Regions from separate parts of the Gossypium arboreum genome. Here region 2 is linked to region 1. A link is a contact called in public Hi-C data. All regions are on one chromosome and are shown on one strand. Each heading gives the region's core, a stretch centred on a gene start, on an enhancer-like site or on the middle of the called end of the contact. The rest is flanking DNA. Distances are from core to core; before and after follow the strand shown.

What was found. A called contact is a pair of places that touch in the nucleus more often than the background predicts.
Region 2: a Hi-C map of leaf shows a contact between it and region 1, with 2.4 times the contacts expected there. The contact joins the promoter of LOC108475035 here to the enhancer-like site in region 1. A contact is called at or near these places in 2 of 5 Hi-C or Micro-C datasets (both in leaf).

Annotation. Positions count from the first base shown.
Region 1 is chr3:7,439,988-7,442,769 of ASM2569848v2, reverse strand. No RefSeq gene overlaps it. Among protein-coding and RNA genes, the nearest start is that of LOC108475751, 54 kb to the left of the region's middle. Within about 2 kb of position 1,444, at least 2 of the 2 cell types and tissues checked have an H3K27ac peak or open chromatin away from gene starts, as enhancers often do. A contact at or near this core is called in leaf, where this site is marked.
Region 2 is chr3:7,553,667-7,556,520 of ASM2569848v2, reverse strand. LOC108475035 (ethylene-responsive transcription factor ERF054-like) reads right to left here and starts at 1,584. Exons shown (of 1, transcript XM_017777048.2): 1 at 1-1,584. The coding sequence starts at 1,408. The coding sequence ends at 191.

The DNA.
Region 1 (2,782 bases), core at 195-2,694:
GGAACACAAAGAAAGTCAGATTTAAGGATGGAGTTGAAGAGGAGACTGTTGTGATGGCTGTTGTTCTAGATCTGCCTCCAAAACTGTCGTGGAAGGACATGCTTTTGGGTGAAGCTTCTCACTCCATATCAGATCGAAATGGTTCCTCTGAGGGAAGTGAAAACGACTTTGACTTTCTATAAGGGGACGTGAGTACAACCATGGTAGACAGGATGCCTACTATTGTTTTCTCGGATCGTATTAAAAACATTCTTTTCAAAGAAATGGATTTAATGATTGTTCTTAAGCTTTTAGGGCGTAATATCGGATACAATGCTCTCCATAACCGTATCCTTAGTCTTTGGAAACTTGCTAAATCTTTTCATCTTATGGATACTGTTAATGGTTATTTTTTGTTTAAGTTACAAGATATTGGTGATTACAATAAAGTCTTAACCTAAGGCCCTTGGATTATCTACGGGCAATATCTTACTATCCAACCGTGGATTAAGGATTTTAACACATTGCAGCCATATCCCCTTGGATCCGACTGCCGGGGCTTCCGGGATACCTGTACAATTGAAAAATTATAGAAGCCACTGGCGGTCTCATTGGGAAAGTTGTTTTTATTAATCTTGATAAACAGTTGATTTTTCAGGTGATGGTGGACGGAACCGTTCAACAAGTTGAGTATGAGGCTCTGCCAACGGTGTGTTTTACATGTGGTAAATATGGCCATGTTAAGGAGCTTTGCCCGACGGTTATGGTGGATCATACTTGGGAGCAACCGACGAATATGGTGGTTGAGGCACAAGGTGGCATTGGTGGCAGACCCAATGCTGCTAAGAGGCCTGAGTTCAGCCCGAGGATGCTGGTTGAGTGCAAGGCGAGACGTGGCCAACGCGTTCATCAAGCTAATGGTGCGGAAAAATATTGAAATGTTTCTTCTGAGTCTAGTCTAGATTCTCAGCGCTCAATCAGGTTGGGGATTTGAGGTGTGATTTGAGGGTGGTGAATGAAGATTTTATGCAGGAGAAGGTGGGGGAGAGAGGGGTTGTCAGTGATGGGAGGCTGAAGGTTAGGGTTAATAAGGGTGTTAATGAAAATTCTGGGCCTAATCTTGAAGCAGGTCGTAAGAGTGTTTTGGGCTATGGAGCCTTTTTAGGTCCTACTAAGGGAATTTCATTGGACAACTTAGTGGATAATCATTTGGGCCAAAAATCTAATTTTAGCCTAGATAAATTTTTGGGCAAAAGACCTATGGAATTGTCGAGTAAAGGTAAAAGTAACGAGGGCCAAATTTTTAAATCAAACGCTAATGTTTCTTTTTTTGGCAAACTTGTAGGTAATGAACAGGAAATTTATAAATTTATTGGAACGGGCATGGAAGGCGATAACCAAAATTCTTTAAATTTTGGTGTTTCAAAAAATATTACTTCTAGTAATTTAGAAAGGGTTAAGGCCCATTTTAATCCAGCTTTCGAAATGTTTGAAGGAGTTGAAATCCAAATTTTCGAAGGTGTCCTTGATCCCGAGAAACATTCTGCGATGTCTTTTAAGGAAAGTATTTCCTCCGACCAAGGGGTTAAATCTGGAATTGCTCAGTGAAGAAATCGGGATTAGACTTAGTGTCTAGTTCGAGTGTGGACAAATCCGATTTTATTAATAGAAATAGTGATTTTAAAATTAATAAAAACTGTGTAGCCATAAGAGTTCAAATGCTCTTCGGGGATGTGTGAGTCGTTTTAAATCTTCTGGTAGTGCACGAATCCCTTTACCAGAATCTATGGAGGTGATGGCAAATATTCTTTCTACTCATAATCCCAGTCAAAATGGTATTGTGGATTCGGGAGGCGCAAGTTTAACCTTTGAGGGGGATTTAGTCCCTCAGCAGTAATGGTATGTCTTCTAACCTTTCGTTTTTTATTATAAATTTTACAATTTTTTCTTGAAATTGTCGGGGATGTGCCAGTTTTAAATTTCCCTGAATTTTTCGAGAATATAACATGGAGCATAACCATATATAGTTTGTTTGCTTGAGACAAGAGTTAGTGGAGCTAAAGCTGATAGTATTATTGCAAAATTAGGTTTCCAGCGCTCTCATTGAGTAGAGGCGATTGGGTACTCTGGAGGTATCTGGCTTGGTTGGAAAGATTCCATCCGTGCCGAGGTGGTTCGTAGTCATCCTCAATTTATTCTTGCTAAAGTTTGGCAAATGTCCTCTTCATGTCCATTTTTTATTTCTTTCGTTTATGCCAGTCTTAATCGGCAAAAATGTAAGGATCTTTGGGATGTCTTGAGGTCTTTGATTCTATCCAGTCGTATTCCATAAATTGTTATTGGTGATTTCAACGCAATTCTATCTTCTTCTAAAAAGTTTGGTGGTATTACTAATGGAAGGAGATGTCCTCAGTTTGGTGAATTTGTAGAGAAAGCCAAGTTGCACGATTTGGGTTTTAGAGGACCTCTTTTTACTTGGCATAGAGGCACACTTTTTGAAAGGTTAGACTGTAACACCCTAACCCGTATCCATCACTAGACTAGGGTTAAAGGCATTACCAGACAAATTGGAACATTACACGAACAATTCATATTCATCATTCACAAATCAAAATCAAATATTACTATTGAGTCCCTTACATAGGTCATCGAGACCTAAATCACGCACTAGAAAGGGGTTGGGAATGAACTGAGTTCATACAAATTTTTTCCAAAACTTAAACATTTTCAAAGTTGTACAGGCCACACGCCCGTGTGAACAGGCCGTGTGCCTTACATGGCATTAGACACGTTCGTGTGTCTA
Region 2 (2,854 bases), core at 335-2,834, 110 kb before region 1:
AAAGCTTAGTGCAACAACAACAAGCTACTAAAAGGCATGAAAAATACGTAACCTTTTTGCAGGTGTGATGGAAGTGAATAACAAATCTCTGGGAATGGATGTTTCAAAGCCTAAATGTTAAGAATTAAGAAATAAAGCCATTCAAGGAACCACTAGTTGGATTTTTGAAAAATATGTCAGGGTCCACATTCTATTGATCCTTCCAAAAGAAGGGTTTCATTGGAGAAGAAGCTGAAGCAGAGACATCATGTTGTTTTTGGTGATCAGAATCATTCAATTCTTGCTGGATTTGATTAGTGAAAGGAAGATTGGAGGGAAAAAGAAGATTGTTTGTGGTATCTAAATCATCCCACACAGGACTAGCAGGACCCCAACCTGCTGGAATTGTATTGAACCAAGCCTCTGCCATATCACCCCACACCAATTCCTGAGAACCAGAGACGCCTTCCCCTGCTCCAGAACTACCCTCTGCAGCTGTTATATGCATCTCATCACTGTCTGGATTGTCTCCCTGAGGCTGTGCTGCTGCTGTTGGGTTTATTACCAGTTTTGGTCCCTGTTCTTGCTTTGAACTTTCATGGGGAGTTTGCGGAGGGGAAACTGTTGAAGTTGGGGTCGGGGAGGACGTATCTTTATCTTTGTTGAGGAAAAGCTCGGGGAAATTGAGCCTTGCATTCTCACCTCTCAACTTGAATGCTTCGCGATCATAGGCTAAAGCTGCATCTTCAGCTGTATCAAATGTGCCAAGCCAAAGGCGAGTCCTGTTACGAGGAAGACGAATTTCAGCTACCCATTTGCCCCAATGCCTCTGCCTCACGCCACGATAAAGCTTGGTAGTGTGGACATGCTGCAGTGGCGGCCGAAACATTTGTCCTCCATCCTGCCCCAGTCTTGTCGTCGTCGTCATCATCCTCCCTCTCGGACTCAAATTCAGTGCATCACTCCAGTACTGAAGAAGTTGTTGTTGTTGCTGCTGTTGTTGAGGTGATAGGGATGTTTCTGCAGCATACAATGGCCGATAGATTAAACCATGTTGCTGCTGCTGTTGCTGAGTATTTCCATATTGTCGGGGAAAGAAAATCGGCGGCTGAGATGCATCAAAAGCAAAAGGAAAAACCAGTCTGGAAGATGGCAAAGAAGAAGAAGAAGAAGAAGAAGAAGAAGAAGAAGAGTGATGAGCCAAAGAAGCAGAGGATGGAAGAGGGTGATGACGTTCAGGGCTACAAATCTTCTTGAGAGGTCTTTGAGAGATGGAAGCTTCATCAAAAACTGGCTTCCATTGACGCCTCTCCGACCCAGAATCAACATACTTGCCTTTCTCAGTCTCTCCATCCTGGAATGTTGTCATCTTCTCTGTTTCATCAACCACACCCTTCTGGGATTTGCCTCTGTTATTTGCTTGTGTCATTGGTGCTGATAATCAGTGGCAGCTGCCTTGCTCTCTCTATTTATATATGTAAATAAAACTTTTGATAAATTCTATAAATAAAATAAAACAAATACGTTGGAAATACTCGACTCAAATGAAGGTGGAGGAAGACAATCTTCAGTAAGAATAAAATAAAATAAAAGCAGGATCGAAGTTGGCTTGGAGCCTTAAATATTTGTTTGGGATTTGTATTTGTAGCATACTATTTTATTTATTTATTTCGTATTTCAAAAGAAAATAATTAAATTGTACTATTACTTATATTTTATTTGTCTTTTTTGTTTCATGTAGTTTTTATTTCTTCATTTTATATTTATATTTTTTAATTTGAAATTTTCAATAATCACAGTTGTTAAATTAATTAAGCATTGAATTTAGCGATATTTGTGTCAAATTTTAAATTTTAAAATTTTAAAAATATAAAATAGAAGATTGATCAAATTTGATAACATAAACTAAATTTATAATTTACAAATAATAGTAAAATTTAACCAAATAAAAGTAGAAAAATCTTGAAATATCAAACTGGTGACACTTATTTTAGAAATTAGATCTACGAGAATACAAAACAAATTGGGAGAAAAAAATGAAGAGAAGACATTGTGGCTGGTAATGTGGAGTGCAAGCCCAAGCAATCCTTCCCTCTCAGATACTATCAAAGGGATTCATTCCTTGTGGCCTGCGACACTGCGAACCCACAATGTTGGTCATTCCCTAGCCAACCACGACGGCGATGGCAACCCCTTGCCCCATTTCTGGTCCAGCAGTAGGTGCCACTAGTTGACATGGAATCACCCTTTCCCGACTCCAAACACGCTACTTACTCGGGGGAACAAGCATTTTAATTTTCCTTTTTCTATAAAAACAGTCTTCAATACTTTGCTCTTCATGGCATTTAAGTTTTCAATTAACATACTTAATCTCATTTTCCCTCCAAGAAGGTCCTATTGGGATGAGCTGTATTGTGTATTTGGCTAGACTTGACTAGATTTATGGATTTGGTCATTGTTACATCTCATTAAAATCTTCAAATAATCATGCATTAATCTTTACTCAAGATTTATCGTGAAGATATTTTCAGCTAGCAATTTATTTGATAATTAAGTTCACCCATTAAATTTTATATAGAGTTTTAACTATTGCGTTTCATCCGAGATGATCTATTGCAAATCGTAACACTACTCTACTTAAGACTATAGTGACAAATCACTTGCCTTTGACCCAACCAATATCAACTCAACACATGTCATCTTGAGAGTGGACAATCAAAACCTTTAAACAACATTAGCTTGGCCTTTTCCTAAACAAGATCAATCGACAATCCTTGCCACCAACTCGTCTATATCAATAATCTGTTATTGACATTTCGATAGATATAAATCCAACACTTTTCTCATCCCTTTAAAGTTATATTAAATTTTAATT